Regions from separate parts of the Mus musculus genome. Here all the other regions are linked to region 3. The links are chromatin contacts, called in public HiChIP or PLAC-seq and promoter capture Hi-C maps. All regions are on one chromosome and are shown on one strand. The core of a region is the stretch at or near the end of the contact, and the rest is flanking DNA. Distances in the headings are between cores, read along the strand shown.

Region 1 (3,838 bases), core at 14-2,513, 220 kb after region 3:
ATCATCAACCTGTCAACCCTCAGCCGTCAGGTTTCTATCTGTGCAGTTCATCACTTGAAACCCCCTTTCCTGACTTTCCAGGTGATTCTGGAAGACGGCAAGACGACATAATACCACAAAAGCCAAGCGTTTCCTTGGGGCTCAACAGCAGCCCCGTAGCCAAGCTGGGACCCAAACCTGGGCTTTCAAATTCCAAGCCAGCACCAGCAGCAACTCCCCAAAGGTGCCTGAAAAGCCAAGTGGTGGTAGGCAAGTGAGCAAGTATTTTAGGTCAGTTAAAATTGGGAGATTAAGATATACGTGAACAAGAAAAGGACCTTAGAAAGCTATGGGTTTAATAACCAGCTCCACTATTCAGTGCCCAGACTGCAAAGCACTGGCTTAAGAAACTGGCCTCAGTGACCTTCCAATTTCCTCGTGTGCAAAACTAGGCCAGAGAGACCCATTTCCCAGGGAGAGGAACTCAACCATTTCTAGGACTCTTTCCTGTGGGAATCAGCCCCTGCCCTAGGTCTAGTCCTCTAACTGTAGGCCTTGGGCAGGAATACATCTTCAGTGCATGGGGCGTAGGAGCCTCTGCTTTCCACCCAGCACAGATCTCGTACCTCAGCCACGCCAGGTCCTGCCCAGGACAATCCTCCTGCTTATACATGGCTCCTCAAACAGCCATCCCTGCTCACCACTGGCTGGGCTCTGCCTCTGGCTTTCTCTAGGTGCCCCTGGCTGGGATGAGGAATGGGCCAAGTCGATCAGCATCAAGTCACAGCCCAGAAAGATGCTGCTGTCAGCTCTTTTAGAAGTGGGCAACGGGGGCCACTGTAAACCACCAAGGAGTCTGGCCCCGCTTGTCTGGAGGTCCTTTCTCTGAGACCCTGTGTCTCCCAGGCTGCACAGGAACTTCCTCAGTTCCTATTTGCCGGGCGCAGAGCATCTTACAGTCTACCCGCTGTCACTCAAGCCTTGTGCTACACGACTCACCTCGTTTTCTATATGAGAAATCGGGATTCGGGAAAGCTACCCCCCCCCACCCCCCAGATATAATCATGGCTTAACTTCACTTCTGAAAGTAGAGGCTTCTCTGGAGTTGGAAGGAGGTGGGTCCCTAGCTTGTCACTCCTGGGATGGCATGAGATCTGTGCACCTGGGGTCTGTGGATGGGGACCAATGGGTGGGAGGGTGGAGGGGTCCAGGGGACTAACCTGTAAAGCAGTCAGCGGCAGTCACGTCCTCACTGCTGTCTCGAGATGGTCCTCTAGCTTCTGCAGGGAGAAAAGGAAGTTGAGAGGAGTTGAAAGCTGTGGCTTTTCTGTTCACCTCGGCCTACTTACTCCCGGGCTTTTCTGGCCTCCCTTCACCCTATGCTCCTGCCTCACTTCTTTTGTGGTAGCACTCTCTGTTTCCTCTGAGCTGTCGGCTAGATCAAGGTCCCCTTGGTCACACTCTGGGGGGGGGGGGGGGCGGGTGGAGGGGGGGAGACTGGGCTCAGCCTCCCCAGAAGTGCCAGGAGAGACAGACAGCATGGTGTTGTGGAGGGTTCAGGACGGTCCAGCTCTGCACCCTTGGGCAAGCTATAGCTCCTTCCTAAGTCTCAGTTTCCCCATTTATAGAAAGGGAAAATTTATATTTTTAATATATATATATTTCCTCATGTATAACAGCAATCAGACCTGCAAGTGTCATAGATGCTGAACTGATAGCCTAGAGAGGACAAGGACGCAGTTCCAGGTGGTCCAGGGCAGATCTCAGGAAGTATGGCCAGAATAGCAGGGAGAGAAAGCAGACTAGCCTCGCCTTCAGTCAGAAGTCCCACGAGCGTAGCCTATAATACCAGCTATGCTCTCTACAGAGTCCTAAAGAGACCACGGAAGTGATTCAGAGATGGGGAGCCTATCCAAATTCCCTGCAGAAAATCATAACTCAAGAACCTCTTCTGCTCCTGCGGTAGTGGGGCTGAGGGGCACAGAGACGCAGGGAAAGGAAGAAAGCACGGGTCCCAGCACAGTCTTCCTGCCCTCCACCGCTCAAGCCAGCTTCTTCACAGTCAGTTCCTCATAGCTCACAGTGGGTGTAAGGGGCTCAGAGGGAAAGGGGGCCCCACCCCAGATGCCATCAAAGGTTTTGCAGGGCCCCTGTACAATTGTGTCTCAACTCCTTGGCCAGACTCCCACTGGGTGACTTAGATAAGCATTTGCCCTTTTTGCACGTTGTTTTTTTTTTTTCCTGGCTATTGTCTTTAGTGGTGTTTGGCCTCAACCCCAGGGCCTTGTGCACGCCTCGAAAGCATCTGCTGGCTGAACCACCGCCTTAGCTCCCACACACCCATGCTTTAGTTTACTATAACCAGACGTTCACCTCCTGGCCTTTCCTAGGGAGGGTGGGGGAGGCGGTTGTCCGGGATGCCTTGGGGACTGAACCACCAACTCCTTTATGCTCCGTGGTGAGCAGCTGCACAGAAGGCCTAGGTAGAGAGCTCTGATCCCCAAGTCCCCACAACCTCTGTGTTTCCTACCTCACTGTTCCTGCCTCAGCTTAGGATGCCGGTCACCCCTGCATACAACACCGAAGAACACACTTCACTTTGGACAGTCTTATGCTCAGAAGCCAGATCAGTAGCTTCCTCGGTCCCTTGGAGGAGAAGATATTCCCATCCCTTGACAAAGGTCTCCCCACTTGTGTTTGTGTGTAGGGGATCTGTGAAGGACTATAAGCATGACTAGACATTAGAACAGGGGACTAATACCAAGAGGGAGTCATCTACTCTCCAAAGCTTCCCCAGTCTTGATGGCAATCTGAAGCCTCCAATTAGAGGAGACAAAACATCTTGAGCCTCTCAGTTCACACCCTCTGTGTTGCCGATCTGGGCCAGTTCCCCTTCCTAAAGCAATCTGGCAGTTGTCATACTGATACTGCACTTGATGGGGGTTATTCAGACAGAACAACACACCACAGGCCAGGCGTTCTGGGCTCCAGCAATCCTTCTGGTATAGCTGGAACTACCTCTGTGCCTGGCAGGCTTTAGCCTCTTTCCGACCCAGACTTTTGTTCCTCTTCTTCCCACCCCACTCCCCCGACCCCACCCCACCCCTCCACCCCTACCCATTCTTTGTTCTTATTAAAAACAAGTTACCTGAGCTGAGTATGGTGTGCAGGCACAGTCCTGCAAACAGAGCATTCAGGACTCCACTGGAGACCCTTCAGCTCAAGGCTAGCCTCAGCTGCGTAGTGAGATCTTGTTTCAAAAAAAACAAGAACAAAAACAACAAGAAACTTAAAAATTTTTTAATTGTGGTAACATATGCATATATCACAAAATTTACTATTTTATCCATTTATAAGTATTGAGTCCAGCAACATGAGATACACACACTGTTGTGTAACTATCACTTATTGTCTATCACCAAGCCTCTTTGATTTTCCCAAACATAACATCTCTCTCATTAGACCCAAAGGCCTGGCAACCACTCTTCCCACTTGTCTCTATCAATGCAGCTACTGTAGTGAGCACTTATACCCAGGATCATATAGTGTGTGTCCTTCTGACCGGCTGATTCCCACAATGCACACCCTCGAGATTCAGTGATGTCGTACATAGGTCAGAAAGTCTTCCAGATGGATGCAATGTCGTGTGCCTATAATCCCAGCAATTGGGAAGCTGGGGCAGGAGGAACCAAGAGTTCAAGGTCATTCTTAGCTACAGACAAAGTCTGAGGTCAACCTGTGGCGCATGAGACCTTACCTCAAGCAGCAGAATCTGTTTCCTGCACTGGGGAGAGAAAAGAGGTAGGATCAAGTGATCCAAGCCGGCCTGTGCGATATGCCCATGTCTCAAGAGGAAGGG
Region 2 (4,266 bases), core at 1,440-3,939, 190 kb after region 3:
TTGAAATTTGACATTATTCATACTCTTTATTTTTGGGGGCTTGTTGAGATTGGACCTTTTTATGCAGCTCAGGCTGGTCTCGAACCCATAATTCTGATTCAGCTTAATTCTATTGCCAGAGGGTGGTGGTACACACTTTTAATCCCTCAGGAAGCAGAGGCAGTTAGATCTCTGAATTCAAGGCCAGTCTAGTTTGTAGAGCAAGGTCCAGGACAGCCAGAGTTACACAGAGAAACCCTGTCTCAAAAAAACAAAACAAAACAAAATCATTCACTATCATACCCAACCCATTCAAGATTAAAAAAAAAAAAATAGCAATCAGAAACAGAACGGAACTTCCTAAATCTGACATTTTAAATGAAAAAAGAAGAAAAGAAGCCCCAAAACACCTCATCAACTATACCTTCAGATGAAACCATCAAGAACTTTCCCTTGGGACTGGAGAGATGGCTCAGCGGTTAAGAGCACTGACTGCTCTTTCAGAGGTCCTGAGTTCAAATCCCAGCAACCACATGGTGGCTCACAAACATCCGTAACAAGATCTGTCGCCCTCTTCTGGAGTGTCTGAAGACAGCTACAGTGTACTTACATATAATAAATAAATATTAAAAAAAAAAGAAGAACTTTCCCTTGAGATTTGCCGTGAGATAAAGAAGCCTGCTGTCACCTTAGAGTCCTAGGAGCAGAGGTTAGGCTAGGAGGCAGAGAGCTTGCTCAGCATGGGCAAGGCCCTGGGTTTGATTCCCAGCACTAACACCAATACACATGCACATGCACACACACACATGCATACATACATGCACACACATGCACATATACACACATGCATATACATATAATACATATACATACATATATACACACATACATACACACACGCACACATAACACATATATACACGTACACACATGCCTATACACATACATACACACATGCATATACACATACACACTTACATACACAATACACACATGCATACATACATAATACATACACATATATATACACATACACACTACATACATACATAATACACATATATACACACACATGCATATATACACTACATACATACATATACATATATACACACACATACACATGCATATACACATACATACATACACACATGCATATACACACACATACATAAACATACATACATACATACATACATACATTCATACACACATACATACATACACACATGCACACATACACACATAGTGCTGGAAAACAAAACAATAAAGGACTGATAAGAAAGAAAGAAAGAAAGAAAGAAAGAAAGAAAGAAAGAAAGAAAGAAAGAAAGGAAGGAAGAGAGAGAGAAAGAAAGAAAGAAAGAAAGAAAGAAAGAAAGAAAGAAAGAAAGGAAGGAAGGAAGAAAGAAAGAAAGAAAGAAAGAAAGAAAGAAAGAAAGAAAGAAAGAAAGAAAGAGAAAAAAACCCGAGAAGATAAAATCAGCTTCATCCCTCATCAAGATATTCTGAGTACATAAAAAAACCCCAAAAGAACCCACATGCAAAGCACTGGGCAGGTTTTCTAGTGTGTGTGTGTGTGTGTGTGTGTGTGTGTGTGTGTGTGTGTTGGCTAATGTTGGTTTCAACTTGACACACCTGGGAAAAGAGGACTTCAAAAGAAGAAACTTTCTAAATAGGACTGTGGTTATAGCCAAATGGTAGCATTTCCTAGTATGCACAAAGCCCCAGTACAGTAGGGAGATGGGCATGGAGGGAGGGAGGGAGAGAGGGAAGGAGGGAGGGAGGGAGGGGAGGAGGGAGGGAGGCTTCTCAAGCAGGCAAAGCCATACTTCATGGTTTAGGAATGTAGACACAGGTGGCAAAGTTGATATAAAACCAGGGGGACTTTTCTAAAGACTGAAACAATGCTCCGCTCTGATGCAGGGGCATTGTGGAAAGAGGACAGAGTCTGCCAGGGTGGCACCTCTTTCTTCACAAGGGTGGTGCTGACATGTGGTTTGCTGATTATTTTTGTTAAACAATATATGTACCCTGCATATTCTCTCACAAGTTCCAGCACTCGGGAGACAGAGGCAGATCTCTGTGAGTTCAAGGCTAGCCCAGGCTACATAGTGAGTTCCAGGACAGTCAAGGCTACCTACTGAGATCCTGTCTTAAAACAAACAAACAAAAATAAATAAATAAATAAATAAATAAATAAATAAATAAATAAATAAATGAAAACAAATAAATAAAGGGTAATCCTTACATTTGGGAGGTGGAAGCAGGAGGATGAGTTTAAAGCCTGCTTCAGCTACACAGCAAGTTCAAGTTCAAGTTCAAGCAGTCTGTGCTGGGACAGGGGGACCATAAACAACCTTCCACTGCAGCCCAGACAGTGAGGACCCCTGATGACATCTTTTAAGAACAGTGGTCATGGGACACTAGGACTGCTTGGTGATAGCATGATATGAAAGGCAAGCCAAGGTCAGAGGCTGCCTGAGTAGAGAGCTCTCAATGCAACAGTCACTTCCACCCAAGGACATCAAGTCATGCAAAGGACTTACAAAGGACCACTAAAGGTGTGCCTTTTTAAACATCCACACAGATCCATTTTTATTTCTTATTTCTTTGGGTTTTTAAAAGACTTTTAATTTAAAATATATGTGCCTATACGTCTGTATGAGCAACGCATGTGCCACATGAACGCAGGATCCCACAGAAGCCAGAAGAGGGTGCCAGAGCACCTGGAGCGGCCCAATGTGGCTATGAGGAACTAAAACTAAGCTCCTATCTTCTGGGAGAGAAGCAAGTGCCTTTAACCACAGAGCCATTTCTCCGACCCCTAGAGAGTCCCTTTCTAAATGATTCATCACTAATCGCTAGTGCTCTCCCCCTCACTGTTTAAATATTTGCTCATACTCCAAGTTTCATTCCTACAAAAGAGGAGGAAACTGTGGGCCACTTAGGGTTCCTGCCCTTGTATTTCCCTTCTCCCTGTCCTGTCGACTGAGCCCTTCCATTCCAGCTATAAGGAGCCCTGTGACAGGAGTGGGCGTCACACCAGAGAGGTGTTGACCTTCACCCTGATAGAAACGGCTCTTCTGGGAGCAAGCAGTTTCCAGACTGAGGAAGTTCAGGCTGCTACTCTTATTCAAACCTCCTTTTGCATGTTTCGAGAGATTCGGTTGTGTGTCTGTGCTTCCCCATAGACTGCCTGGTCTTGGCTGTGCAGAAGGCACCCAGCTGAAGCATTCACAGAAGCCGTTTTTCTCCCTGTGGGCGATGTTGGGGATTTGTACTTTGCCGTTACTTTAATTGTTTTTTCTATTAATGTGTGTGTTGTAGGGATGATGTGTGTGGGCATGGGGTGGTCATAGAAGCCACCGGATGCAAGTGGAGGTCAGAGTCCGTTCTTACCTTCTGCCTTTGTGTGGTCATTTGTGGTATTATTTGGCTCTGGTCCCAGGTAGCTGGGATTCCTGTTACAGTCCCTTGCATGGCAGGTCTGTGAGGATGCTGTAACTGCCATGCAGCTTGTGTGGCCACGTGCCCCTCTGTCAGAGTCTGCGACTACAATGACTGTGGCCGAGTTCCAAGATGCCATTCCCACTTCGTCAGTCCTCACTGGACCCCACAAGGCACAGCTTGGGCTGGTGTTCTTGGTGTCCAGAGTTCAGTAGCTCCGGGATGCTTACAGGAGGGTTGTGGCACCACAGGGCTTTAGTGTGAGCCTGAGTGAGAGGGTAACGTGGATTCTGCTCCTCACCCTTTGGTTTTACGTTGGCTGTTGTGACTGCTTGTCACTGCCTCAGCATTAAAATGCCAGAAATGACCTAGTCATTGCTCTCTTCCCTGACCTGGCTCCCAAGCGCCCCCCTCCCTCCATCACTTATCACAGTGAATTCTGTTTTTGCATCTGTCTCAGCCAGCTGCACAGCCTCACAGGAGATACATCTGAGTTTATATCCATTTCCTGTCCTGTGTTTGACTGTAGCAAACCCAGAGAAGAAGTATCTGTAGTGGTGGCAACTCTGCACAACTAACCTGCTTTGTCCCAAGTCACCCACACTTCCATAGGCAGGCCTTAGCTGAGCCTCTTGCAGGGGTGTGGCTCAGCACCCTACCATGGAGATGTCAGAGTTGTGTGGTGACAAAGAGGACTTGAGGACACAATAAGTCTGGGCTGAGTTAGGTTCTGTCGGGGACAAACCTAAACCCAGCAGTCAACCACCTCACTGGCGACCTCATCAGGGACTGGGTGAAAAGGGACTTTCCACTGAGTGCTAACCCTGTGCCTGACAC
Region 3 (3,898 bases), core at 273-2,772:
CCTCTCTTGAACACATGGACATAGGAGGTGCCCATCTCCTGGGCGGATCAGTGTGGAACGGGACCTTGCTGTTACAGAGCACAGTGCCAGACACTATACTCACCAGGAATAAATGGTGTCTATTATGTGCACAAGGGAAAAGGGCTGTCCTAAATGAAGTGTTGGCAGCACTTACACCCAGTGGGTGGGATCACAGTCACAAGGAACATCCATTACTTTTCTAATTGGAGAAAAGAGAACAATAAATGTTTTTATTAGTTAAAACAAAACAAAACAAAACCTGACTTTGGCTTTGCTAGAAGGAAACTGAAGTTTATGTCAGTGTCCCAATCCTTAAGGAAGACAAGGTTTCTCCTTTTATATGCAAACTTAAATGCAGGACACACCCCTTCCCCTCGAATAGAGCCTTCAATAGATGAGACAGTGCTTGCTTCCAGCTGGGGGCCTACTGGCCAGGCCTGGCCTGGCACCAGGCACCCTGTGGGGCCTAAGTCCTTGTCTCTGTTTTTGCTCCAGATTCTTGACACGTGGCTCAGCAGCGGAAGCGGGAAGCAGGCCCAGAGGAGGCAGCAAGGCCCTCCCTAGGTCTCTCCTAGGCCATTTCTGGCAAGCCTGAAGGGGTAGACCCTCACCCTCCTCAGGTTATCTGGGGACCATCAGCCTCTGCGGGACAGGCTCCTGTGGCACATTCTCCTTCCGCACTCCGGAGTGGGCATACTGGGGCTGGAATAAATGCCTCTCTGTTTGGGAGACAAAGAACAGAGTGGCTCCTTTGGGTCAGCAGTCTCTCTTGGCTGCCTGAGCCTTCTCTCCCCCAGGCCTCTTCAGTGGCTCCTAGACGCCCCAGGAAGGAGCTTTTAAAGACAGACGGTGGAGCTGTTTTGCCGGAGCTTAAGGGAATGCGTTACCTTAACAAACCCCAAGCCTGCTGCTCAAGAAAATATTTATTGGTTGGGGGTGCAGGGGTGCAGCTGGCAAGGCAGGATGCCAGGCTGGGCACAGAGAGAGGGTGCACGCCTGTGTAACAGAGCAGGTGAACGTGTGGTATGCGTGTGCTCGATCTCGCGTGCAAGAGCTTGTGTGAGGAAATGTATTAAGATGTGAGTCTGTGTGTGTGTGTGTGCCAGTTGTGTGTGGATCCTAGCTGGCGTGCGTGAAACTTCTGCACCTGGGTTTGGGGTGGAGTACAAACCGTTTTGAGGGTGAGTGTTAACGTTAACTCCTGGGTAGGAGTAATGGGTGAGGGCGAGTGTGCAGGTACGCGGTGTGCAGTGGAGGGTGTGAGCCAGCTCGGAAGGGGCAGGCAAGGTGCGCCTGGGCTCGTGCACCAGTGGGTGTGCGCACAAGGGTGTACCAGCCTGTGTCGGGTGGATGGGTAGGATAAGAGGGGAGGCATGCGCCTGGGGTGGGCGCGTGCGCGAGAGTGCGCGTGCCCCCCTCCCGAGCCCGTTACCATGGGAACGCGCCGCGGCCTGAGTTAATCATTTCCTGTGGAAAGTGCGGGAGGGGCGGGCACGGGGCGGGCCAAGGAGGCAGCGGCGGCGGCGTGGAGCTGCCTCGCGCGGGCGGGCGGGCCGGAGCCGGCCGGAGCGGGCCGAGCCCGGGGCGCTGCGGTGGCGGCGCTGGGATCCTGTCTCCGCTAGGCCGGTGAGTCGGGTCCCGGCAGGCTGGGGGTGGAATGGGACGGGCTCCTCCCGGCGCTCCTGCTGGGCGCCGCGCCCGCCCTGCCTGAGGACCCCCTCTTTCCCCGACCCGGTGGGTGTTGCGATCAGGCCCCAAGAGACCCGGCTGAGCGCGGGGCTCCCACTGTATTGGTCCAACCGGAGGATCTTGCAGAGACCTGGGCGTGAGGGTGGCACAGCCTCTGGGGTAGCGCCACCAAGACCGACTCCTTGGAGGGGGAATGTGCAGTGCCTACCTGGGAGCTGCGGGTCAACCAGTGAACCCCCTCCCCCTGCAAGGGTCGCTTCCAGGAAGGCTACTGTTTGGGCCCTCCCTCTGTGTCCCCCGAGTAGTTCTCCCCCATCCCCCGGGCAAGGCCCGAGGTGGGGTGCGGCAGCCCCTAGGTTAGGAGGGAGGGCCTCAGAAATACCCTCTCAAGCTGAGAGGGATCAAGTCATTGACAGCTGCGGCTGAGGAATCCCTGCAGGGAGGGGAGCCCAGAAGCTGTCTGTCCCCTCAGCCTTTCCACTGCAAGTAACAGGAGAACTCTGGCTGACACAGTGAAAGGCCGGGTCCTGAGACATTTTAAAGAGGAAGCTGGATTTAAATTCTTAAGTAGTATTTGTCACCCTTCCAAAACATACACACACACTTTAATGCATTTCTCAAGCTTGGGCCTTGGGACTACCCCTAGCTTCACCTTCCTTAGTGTCCTTCTGCCCCAGACTGGGTAAATGCCCTTCCTAGTCTGGTAGGACTTATTCCCCATGCCCTTCATAAAGGGGCAGTCTCCTTGGCTAGAGAGAGTCATTTGCTAGGAATGCAGTCCCAGAATGGTTTTGTGTATTGGAGTGGTTGGACTTCAGGGTTTGGGGATGGTAAGTTCTGCTGTCTGTATGGGTACCAGAGAGCAGAAAATTTGAAATCTGGATGCACCAGAACATGTGTGTGCCAGGGATACCCTAACCCAGTCTAGCCATGCCCCCTCCCCCAAATGCTCACCCAGGAGAACTAAGCTATCCCCTGCAGTGGTGTATAGGTGACTATGAGGTCTACACACACACACACACACACACACACACACACACACACAGAGAGAGAGAGAGAGAGAGAGAGAGAGAGAGAGAGTGAGTCTTTGCCCTGTCTCTGGTTTAAGACAGGAGGAAGGCAGATCTACCATCCTTAGCTAAACCCAGAGAAGCACATGCCCCTCCCCCAAACAGCTTCCGCATTCACCCACCAATGGGACAGTTTACCAAGAGATAGCAGCATCTTGGGCCCTTTGCCTGTGTCCATACTTCATATGTGTATTTTCTGATGTCAGCCCTGAGAAGTACAGTTTTCACCACTTGATACATGAAGATGATAAGGCAAAGAGCAGGTAATTAATTCTTCTAGGTGGCGGAGCCAAGGTCTGACCTAGCCCATAGCTCTACTGCATGATTTCCAGGTCACTAGAGGTCCCAGGACCCCAGACCTAACACCTGTGTAAGGAGATGATGCACTTGTCTCTTGGCCTAGAACCCTGGGCTTGTTTGAGATTCCTTGATACTCCTGACCTCACACCCGGGTTTCCAGCTGCTAAATTCAGCTGCCTTTTCCTCTTGGGGACCTAGCACACACCCTTCCTCTTTCTCCAGGCTGCCGCTCCAACTTCCCTTCCTGATAGCACAGAAATATGCTCCCCCACCTCCTTGACTGAGCTGATCTCTCCTAGAATCCTCTGCCCGTCATGGTCTCAGCTTGGTACGAGCACCCACAGAGGATGGTCCTCCCAGCTTCACCCCCTGGCCTGCAGGGTCGGCTTCATGCACTGCATCAGGCCACCTGGGTAGGGCATTTGTATCTGCTCTCTGCTCCTCTGGCTTCTCCCACTTTACACCCATCTCAAGGCATCCATGGGATGGGGGATGGGGTTGATCAGCATCTTTCTGACCCCTTCCCCCCACATTCCTGTCCTCTCCCAGTGAGTACCCCACACTTGACTTGTCTTCAGTCAGGGGAGGAAGAGACATGACCCACTGTCTTCAGTACTTGCCCCTAAAAGCATCAGATCAAAAGTCTTCAGTCTCTGACTCCAGATTCTTGCTATTTGTTTCCTGTCTCTAGATGCATTGTTCCTGTACCTCTGTCTACCCCTACATGTCACCTCTCCCCTGTTCTATATAGCATATTCTCTCAGCTCCATCTCCTCATCATCCTGGCTGAACTTCCCTCTAAGAAGGAAACAGCTGCC

What was found. HiChIP or PLAC-seq counts read pairs in DNA pulled down with a chosen protein or histone mark. Capture Hi-C pulls out chosen DNA fragments and counts their contacts.
Region 1: a promoter capture Hi-C map of adipose tissue shows a contact between it and region 3. The contact joins the promoter of Adgrg5 here to the promoter of Kifc3 in region 3. A contact is called at or near these places in 8 of 39 promoter capture datasets (the 3T3-L1 cell line, the C10 cell line, hematopoietic stem and progenitor cells and 3 more), 2 of 484 Hi-C or Micro-C datasets (B cells and nephron progenitors), 8 of 115 datasets of contacts at active chromatin or transcription factors (effector CD8 T cells, embryonic basal ganglia, embryonic stem cells and 3 more) and 3 of 9 other capture datasets (adipose tissue, liver and macrophages).
Region 2: an HNF4G HiChIP or PLAC-seq map of pancreatic cancer cells shows a contact between it and region 3. The contact joins the enhancer-like site here to the promoter of Kifc3 in region 3. A contact is called at or near these places in 1 of 39 promoter capture datasets (hippocampal neurons), 1 of 15 datasets of contacts at CTCF or cohesin (large pre-B cells), 1 of 484 Hi-C or Micro-C datasets (cerebellum), 4 of 115 datasets of contacts at active chromatin or transcription factors (acute myeloid leukemia, embryonic stem cells, pancreatic cancer cells and 1 more) and 3 of 9 other capture datasets (adipose tissue, embryonic stem cells and pancreatic islet).

The regions. Positions count from the first base shown.
Region 1 is chr8:94,921,119-94,924,956 of GRCm38.p6, reverse strand. Adgrg5 (adhesion G protein-coupled receptor G5) reads right to left here and starts at 1,263. Exons shown (of 12, transcript NM_001145972.1): 1 at 1,200-1,263.
Region 2 is chr8:94,953,769-94,958,034 of GRCm38.p6, reverse strand. No RefSeq gene overlaps it. Among named protein-coding and RNA genes, the nearest start is that of Gm30968, 21 kb to the left of the region's middle. Within about 2 kb of position 2,689, at least 98 of the 459 cell types and tissues checked have an H3K27ac peak or open chromatin away from gene starts, as enhancers often do. A contact at or near this core is called in acute myeloid leukemia, adipose tissue, pancreatic cancer cells and 1 more, where this site is marked.
Region 3 is chr8:95,140,181-95,144,078 of GRCm38.p6, reverse strand. It overlaps Kifc3 (kinesin family member C3), which reads left to right and starts at 1,522. Exons shown (of 22, transcript NM_001372314.1): 1 at 1,522-1,647. All of the region lies in intron 1 of Gm31036 (a long non-coding RNA gene), which reads right to left.